3 separate regions of the Mus musculus genome follow, and regions 2 and 3 are each linked to region 1. Evidence: chromatin contacts called from public HiChIP or PLAC-seq data. All regions are on one chromosome and are shown on one strand. The core of a region is the stretch at or near the end of the contact, and the rest is flanking DNA. Distances in the headings are between cores, read along the strand shown. Region 1 overlaps Rpap2 (RNA polymerase II associated protein 2). Region 2 overlaps Evi5 (ecotropic viral integration site 5). Region 3 overlaps Evi5 (ecotropic viral integration site 5).

Region 1 (2,700 bases), core at 182-2,681:
CAGGTCTCAACTGACCTTTTTGCCTCAGCCTTTAGCAGTGGGGACCACAGGCTCACACTGCTGTGTCTGATTGTTTCTGATGGCAGGAGTGATGAGCAACTGTGTGTTAGACAGGTACTAGTTTCTTCCATGTCCTAAGTGCTGTGATACATGCACACCTTAAAGGAGAAAGTGCCTGGTCTGGCTCCTGGTTCCTCTTGGCTCTTAGGCCTCATTTCACATTCTGAGCTCTTTCCATCTCATGTTGCCTCTGGTGTGAGAAAAACAAATACAACAACAACCACAACCCCCTCAAAAACAAAAACAAAAAAATCAGAAACCAAACCCCAAGGACATCACTTTTGGTATGTTCTGCTTGCAGGCTCTGAACGTACTTTACAAATCTTACTGTCCTTCTCAACCTTGACACCAGCTGATACCCTGAGTGACTAACACCTTTGTTGGTCCCTAACCTGTGAAATGAGGAATGGTACCTACACTACAACTGACATTGTTATGTGCAGTCTTGCAGAGAACAAGACAGAATACATCATCCTTCAATTCTTTCTTGGATAAAGCTAAAGTTATCTTTTGTGTTAAGATGGCTATTTCTCTCTATGCTGAGTATCTTCTTCCAAGTTTATGTTGCTCTGGTGATAATTCTGAAAGCACAGTTAGAAAACACAAACCAGCAACTGTCCTACTTAAAGAATGCTTTCAAAATGGTGGTTCATAAAGGCATTCTCATATTTGCACTAAAGTGAAAGTTAGTTGATTAATGTAATTGTATTTATATTTTGGAATTAGAGGCATGATTTAGCTTTGAACTCACAATGTACTGGAGAATGACCTTTCAATTCCTTATCCTCCTGCCTTCTCAATGCTGCCAATCGTACCTGGCTCTAGAAGCTTAACTTAAATTTTAGCAAAGTGAATCTAAAACAGAACTAATCTATGCCCCAAACCTCATGTAGATATGTTTGTATATTTGTGTATCACTTGCATCAACACAACAGTGCTCCTTGCGGTAAGACTCAAGTGTATTTGAACACACTGAACTCTTTTTCCTCTGCTCCGACAGCAGGGGTGTATGCTCAGGAGGAGGAGGAGGAGGTTATAAAACCTGTTCCTCGGACGCTTTGGCTTCCACCCTGAGATTGTGCATGTTTACTGCTTACAACTGCTACTGAAAAATCCCCAACTCTAGGCCACATGATGCTTTTAGCTCTGTCAGCATTGATTTTTTAAAAACAAAATTTGCTTTTCAACGTGTGTCCTTCCTTATTTAGATTTAGCACATAATTCTAGAAACTTTTGTCTTCCCAGGTCTGTCAGACTCTACATTTACAAAACCATACAGGATTTATAATGCAACCACAGACTATCTACAAAGCACAGTATTTCGGCACCAGAACTGTATGTGGTCTGTTTGTGGCCACCAGCCTCGTGAGCAGTTTCTAAGTCCCAGTGTGAGACACATCACACATTATGAACCACACAGCTTTAACTCGGGGTTTTGCCTCTGGCAGACTATCAGGAGACATTTTTGTAAGCACCATCCCCCAGTACTTAAGAGTGCATTTTAATTTTAGATACTTTTTTCCCTATAATTATGACTCTTCCCAACTCTAATATATCAGGAAGAGAAATAGTAAACTTGGGGATTTTAAAATCTAATAAATGTATCCTCATATTCACAATAATCTATTTGAGATCAAATTGGGTCAAATTTAATATTCTGTTTCCTATTAGTATATAAGACCATGATGTGTCAGGGTTAAAACACATTTAAAAATACCCCTGGCTTTTCTTCTCATTTAGAACTTTGACCCAGTCCTCCATCAACCTTCATCTTTATAAACAAAAGCATTCTAGTTAATTTTAATTCTTAAATCACAATTAAGAATTTGATTCTTGCTTATAACAAGACAGCTCAAGTCTATCCAGGCTCATGCTGATCATTAAACAGAATGTGACTAAAACAAATGCAAACTTCTACTTTTACAAATGAGGAACCATAGTCTGGGGCTAAGAAATGGTTTTCTAATAGCATTACTGAAACCCTGAGCTGGAGTAAATAAAACTGCTCTTCAAACAGCGGGTGACAACAAGACACGTGATCAGTATGACACAAAAATGGCAGAAAATAGACATTTAATGACTGTTTTTAAAGTTATATGTATATGTCAGATTATAAGATGTATTAATTTAAAAGTTTATAATTCATTGCAATAATGTATTTTTACTTGAAATGGATTTAAAATTTTTATTTTAAATTGACTATTAAATCACTGTCATGCAATTTATGTTTTTGACTTAAAATAAAAATCTCTACAATAAACACTAAGGACTGCTATTCTGAAATGCATTAGAAAACCGGTTCAGTGACACCAGTGCCCTCTAGTGGACTTACTGGGTAACAGCACAGCCACACTACAGATTAAAGGCAGCACTGTCTCATCCAAAGATGTCCTAAAACCAGCAAGAGCAGAGGCTCTGGTTACATGATATCAACAAGAAAATGTATTTGTAGACTGAGCCTTCACAATTTCCATTAATCACGCTGACTACAATGAGAAGAATTCTGACCTCACTCAGAAGCCATCATTAGCTTATAAAATATGCTCAATTTTTGAAAGGTTGCTTAACAAAGGGAGTAGACTGACTCTATGGATCCTTTAAGCTTTTGTGATTCTCTTTCAATTCATCATGAAGAACAAT
Region 2 (2,711 bases), core at 51-2,550, 150 kb before region 1:
TTCCAGACATATCGTTAAAGCAGAGAGAAGGAAGATATTTGGTTCTCATGAATTATTTGATTTATTTGTTTTTTAACAGCAGTTCAGGATCGATCGATCGATCGATCGATCGATCTATCTATCTATCTATCTATCTATCTATCTATCTATCTATCTATGTGAGGAGGGGGTTTGTTTTAGTTTAGTTTTTGTTCCAAGCTGTGCATGGCTTTTTTCTCCATTGTTCTAGAGATGATTAGAGAACTCATCTTGTGTTTTAGGTTTGTCTTTGACACTGATCCTGAGACCTTAAAATGCCAGCTCATTTTATATATTCATCCAGTTAGCGAACATTAGGACCTGATTTTGGAACCCAACATCCATGTTATAGAAAAACAAAACAAAACAGGTGTGGTTATGTACTCTGAGGGTAGAGACAGGTGTGTTTCTGTTGCGTGTTGGCCTCCAGCCAACCTCCAGGTTCAGAGCCAGATCTTCTCTCAAAGGACTAAGGTAGAGGTGATAAAGCAACACTGATGTCCTCTTCTGGCCTCTTTGCGCGTGTGGTACCCCACACCCCATACACACCCCTCCACTCTGCGACTGCCTGTGCTGTATACGAGAGGAGGAGTAGAAAACAGCCAGGGGAAGGACAGCATGGCATGTTTCAGGTAGAGAGGCATGTATGCGAGAGGATTGCTAGGGCAAGTGCTCACAGCAGAGACCAGGAGGACTACGGAAGCAGTCAGAGATCAGAGTGAGGCCCTGAGACCAGGCCAGGATGGCATGGCTCCTTGTTTTTCCTTTAGATCAAATGTGTTAGACCAGGCTGGCCTTGAACTAGGGAGACCTGCAGGCCTTTGCTCCTCCAGTACTAGGATTAAAGGCATGCACCTCCACACCTAGCAAGCAACTTAATTTTTATGTTACTTTTAAAAAATAAATAATACAGTGCTAGCTTTTTTTTGTTCCCCAAAAAATAGGAACATTTGCTGAGTATCAGTTAAAGGAGCTTTGGTTAAAAATGAACTACTGGCTCTCAGATTTACTAAAGCGCAAAGTTTTTAACTATGACTAGAGGTTTTTAAGGCAGTGAATCATGTGCTTTTCATAAACAGTATCTCACAGATGCAGTTGGACACGAGATAATCAGATTTTCTCTCCCCACAAACAGAACAGCTGGAAATGTCTACCAGTGTACGTGTCACAGACTCTGCTGTTCTGCTGCCTGTCTGATTTAAGTTGTGGTCAGTGTGAGGAACCTGTGAGGTGATAAGATAGCATTCATGAGGTCATGTGGTTTGCAAGTACCCAATCTTCACTGAGCAGCCTGCACGTCTCAAGACAAAGAGGAGTAGGATGCTGACCTAGCCAGGGGTCTGTGCTCCCTGGCCAGGGGGAGGGGTGCTACGAGTTTTAAAGTTATGTTATCAGGAGCTGCAGCGCCTGAAAATAAATGAGCACTGCAAGTCATTCATGGGCCTCCTTCACCCTCAGCTCCTCAGCCTCCAGCACTCGGTTCTAGTGTAGCATGTTTTTCTGTTTCAAGTGAAGCTGAAGGAGGTAGCCATCACTTATTTTTCTTTTCGAATGATTTTTTTTCATTCATGCATTAACTTGTTTATTTACTTTACATCCCAATCATTTATTTTTTATTGTAGAAAAAACTGCTTGTAGAAGGATTATATAATGGGTTAGGGATTTTTTTATCAGTTAGAAATTTTTTTCCAAGTACACAATTACTTATTTTTAGCCTGTCAGTATCTCTTTTTGAATCATACACAAGTTTGAGGCCAGCCTGGTCTACAGAGTGAGTTCCAGGACAGCCAGGGCTACTCAGAGAAACCCTGTCTCAAAAAACCAACTAACCAACCCAAAAAAAAAAAAAAAAAAAAAAAATATATATATATATATATACACACACACACACATACATACACACACACAAAAGCTTTCAGTTTCAGTATAAAAAGATGAATAATTCATTTATTATAAGCAAGTGAAGGATATCAGTTGGGCGGTGGTGGTTCACACTTTAACCCAGCGCTAGCTCAGGAGTCAGAGGCAGATGGAGCTCTTTGAGTGTGAGGCCAACTGGTCAACATAGTGAGTTCTAGAATAGCTAGAGCTACACAGAGAAACTCTGTCTCGACTCCCTTCCCCTAAAAAAAAATACTTCAGTAGAGTATTTGCTAAAATAATCTACAAATGGCCAATAACCACAAGAAAAAAAAGTTCAGCATCATTAACCATCAAAGAAATGCAAATCAAAACTACAGTAAGTTTCTGTTTTATACTAACCAGGAACATATAAGGATATAATTAAAATTGACAAAGATGTGGAGAAATCTGAACTCTGTACATGGTAAGTGGGAAGAGAAAATGATACAAATACTGGAAGATAATGCTTCATTTTCTCAAATTGCTAACCATACTTACCATCTTGCCTGGAAGTTCCACTTTTGTCTTTATACCCAAGAAAAATGAAATGTCTACACTGAGACATGTGCATGAATATTTATAACAATTTTTTGCAGTACCCAGAAAATAAAACCAGTCCAGATATCTGTCAGCTGATAAGTGGAGAGGTGCAGCATGTCATACAATGGAAGGGGCTAGGTAACAGAAGAATATAATACTGATGTGCACTGTAGCACAGACCAGAGTGTAAGAACTCAGTCACAGAGGGCCACACACACTCAGTGATGCCACTTACATAAGAAGCACAGAAT
Region 3 (2,700 bases), core at 110-2,609, 230 kb before region 1:
TCCTCATCTACCACACTGTCAACACCAACACAGTCACCATCTTCCCCATCAAAGTTGAGTCCAGACGACTTAGAACTCCTGGCTAAGCTGGAGGAACAAAACAGGTGAGTGCAATTGCTGGACATTTCTCTTGATTATCATACAAACCAAACGTCCGCCTAAGAATGCTTGTTTCCTTGTTTCTGGGGTGTTGTTTATCAGAATTATGTAACATACAGCTTCATGCATTGCCTGAGGACATTTGTTTAAGACTAAGATATGCTTTAGCTAATAGCACTCCCCATTCCTTTCTTAGCATTTTTGACTCTAAATCCTTCATGAATTTTATGAATTATTAGGGCAAAACTAATTTTTAAAAGTGTTTTAGAGCTGAGGAGTGAACCCCGAGGCCGTGCATGCTAGGCGGGCGCTCCCTTACTGACCTGTGTTCTCAGTCCCCCTTCTTATTGTAAACTTTCTAAGTAGTTTCCTTTGGTTAAAATATAAAATAATTCAGTCAAGTCTAGGTATCTGATTTTATTTTAGAGTGAGAAATCCTATAGAAGCCAAAGTGTCCCATTCCCATAAGAGCAAGACAGGAATTATTTCCTTAGTTAGGAATCCTGGTTCTGTTTTCTTTGAACTCATTAGAGATGAGTGTTGGTGCAGTCCTACGATCTGAGCACTCAACAAGGCAGAGCCAAACTCTGAGCTTGAGGCCAGCTTGGTCTATATAGTGAGTTCCAGGAGTCTCTGGACCATCATCTTCAACAGAAAGTAGGGAACAGCAGCTCTTTGTGCCTGGTCACGGTACAGTGCTATAGCTCTAAGGGTAAAGGATAAGTTTTTTTTTTTTTGTTTTTGCTTTTGTTTTTTTTGTTTGTTTGTTTGTTTTTTTTTTTTTTTTTTTTTTTTTTGAGACAGGGTTTCTCTGTATAGCCCTGGCTGTCCTGGAACTCACTCTGTAGACCAGGCTGGCCTCAAACTCAGAAATCTGCCTGCCTCTGCCTCCCGAGTGCTGGCATTAAAGTGCACCACCACTGCCCTGCATTGTTTGGTTTTCTTGAGACAGAGTTTTTCTCTGTAGAAACTGTCTGCTGTTTCTGCCTGTCCTGGAACTCAGTCTATAGACCAGGCTATAGACTTTGAACTCATAGAGATCCAGCTGCCTCTGTCTCCTAAGTAGTGGGATCAAAGGTGTGCGCCACTACCACCTGGCCGACAATTGGTCCTGACATATCTTCTTTGATTATTAAAGTTCGTGTTCATGTTCATGGCTAGGGTCATGGAAATTCCAAATGTGTTGTCAATGCAGATGTCACTGTTGTGGGGTAGAGGCTGAGAAGTGTCTAAGCAAACCAAAGTAGAGTTAAGACAAGATGTGGTTACCTTCATCACTTTAGTTGTGATCAAACATTTGGGTCTCCTGTAGCCCAGGCTGAGGGAGATCTTGAACTTCCTGTTCTCCTGCCTTTTATCTGGTGAGTGCTGGTGCTACAGGCGGTGCACCACACACAGTTTATGTGGTGCTGGAGATTGAATCAAGAGCATTGTGTGCTAGGCAAGCACTCTACCAACTGAGCTACAGCCCTAGACCATGATCATGGCTTTGAATTTTAGCCATTCTGGTAGGTATTGATACTACATGGTTTTATTTTGCTTTACTTTCACTTTATTTATTTATTTATTTTTTGGTCTTTTGAGATAGGATCTTTTGTTTGACCTGAAACTCACTGTGTAGCTGAGGAGGATGCTGCTATCTCCCAAGTTCTGGGGTTACAGGCATGTGCCACCATGTCTGGCAATAATGCATTAAAAAAAAAAAAAAGAATGATTTACTTTTTAAAAAAATAAATCTTTTTAATTAATTAATTTATTTATTTATTATATGCAAGTACACTGTAGCTGTCTTCAGACACTCCAGAAGAAGAAGTCAGAGCCACCATGTGGTTTCTGGGAATTGAACTCAGGACCTGTGGAAGAGCAGTTAGTGCTCTTTACTGAGCCATGTATCCAGTCCCCAAGAATTATTGACTTTTAAGTATATGAGTGTTTGCAGGCATACATGTCTGACCATCATGGGTGCCTAGTAGCTGCAGAAGTCAGAAGAGGGTGCTGGATTCCCTAGAGCTGGACTTACAGGTGGTTATGAGTTGTCACGTGGGTGCTGGGAACCTGGGTCCTCTGTAAGAACAGCGAGTGCTGTTAACTTCTGAGCCATCTCTCTAGCCCCAGTAGTGCATGTGGACTCATTTGTTTTTCTACTGATGTTCATGTATTCTTATTACATGTTTGCTTGTTGTCTGCACATATCTTTTGCTGTTGCTTTTTAGAGGCAGGGTTTCAATAGATAGCTTTGGCTGACTTGGAACTCACAGTATAGACCAGGCTGGCCTTGAACTCAGACATCCACCTGCTGCTGCTTTACCAGGGCTAAGAGTGAAGGCAGGTACAACTATGCCTGGATTATCTTTGATTTTACAAATTTATGTTGTTTGCTTTAGTGTATCTGAGAATTCTTTTTTTTTTTAATTATTTTTATTTGATCTTGTGGGTATAGGTGTTTTGCCTGCATATATACATATCATATATGCATGCCTGGTGCCCATGGAGGCCAGAAGAAGGCATTGGATCCCCTGGAACTTGAGTTAGAGATAGTTAAGAGCCATTGTGTAGATCCTGGTAACCAAAATCAGCTTCTCTGGAAGAGTAGTTGGTGCT

What was found. HiChIP or PLAC-seq counts read pairs in DNA pulled down with a chosen protein or histone mark.
Region 2: a CTCF HiChIP or PLAC-seq map of CD8 T cells shows a contact between it and region 1, with 17 read pairs. The contact joins two enhancer-like sites. A contact is called at or near these places in 1 of 39 promoter capture datasets (embryonic stem cells), 3 of 15 datasets of contacts at CTCF or cohesin (CD8 T cells, the G1E-ER4 cell line and thymocytes), 4 of 484 Hi-C or Micro-C datasets (the AML12 cell line, the G1E-ER4 cell line, erythroid progenitors and 1 more) and 9 of 115 datasets of contacts at active chromatin or transcription factors (CD8 T cells, the HPC-7 cell line, T-cell acute lymphoblastic leukemia and 6 more).
Region 3: a CTCF HiChIP or PLAC-seq map of CD8 T cells shows a contact between it and region 1, with 7 read pairs. The contact joins two enhancer-like sites. A contact is called at or near these places in 9 of 39 promoter capture datasets (the 3T3-L1 cell line, the C10 cell line, the HPC-7 cell line and 6 more), 2 of 15 datasets of contacts at CTCF or cohesin (CD8 T cells and large pre-B cells), 3 of 115 datasets of contacts at active chromatin or transcription factors (CD8 T cells, large pre-B cells and stem cell-derived neural progenitor cells) and 3 of 9 other capture datasets (adipose tissue, embryonic stem cells and liver).

Annotation. Positions count from the first base shown.
Region 1 is chr5:107,611,117-107,613,816 of GRCm38.p6, reverse strand. The region is part of intron 6 of Rpap2 (RNA polymerase II associated protein 2); the gene reads right to left. Among named protein-coding and RNA genes, the nearest start is that of Rpap2, 15 kb to the right of the region's middle. Within about 2 kb of position 1,431, at least 15 of the 459 cell types and tissues checked have an H3K27ac peak or open chromatin away from gene starts, as enhancers often do. A contact at or near this core is called in CD8 T cells, where this site is marked.
Region 2 is chr5:107,757,855-107,760,565 of GRCm38.p6, reverse strand. All of the region lies in intron 19 of Evi5 (ecotropic viral integration site 5), which reads left to right. Among named protein-coding and RNA genes, the nearest start is that of Gm42147, 18 kb to the right of the region's middle. RefSeq lists an enhancer at 1,057-1,506. Within about 2 kb of position 1,300, at least 64 of the 459 cell types and tissues checked have an H3K27ac peak or open chromatin away from gene starts, as enhancers often do. A contact at or near this core is called in CD8 T cells, where this site is marked.
Region 3 is chr5:107,839,475-107,842,174 of GRCm38.p6, reverse strand. It overlaps Evi5 (ecotropic viral integration site 5), which reads left to right. Exons shown (of 20, transcript NM_001378824.1): 2 at 1-104. Among named protein-coding and RNA genes, the nearest start is that of Ube2d2b, 11 kb to the right of the region's middle. Within about 2 kb of position 1,359, at least 71 of the 459 cell types and tissues checked have an H3K27ac peak or open chromatin away from gene starts, as enhancers often do. A contact at or near this core is called in CD8 T cells, where this site is marked.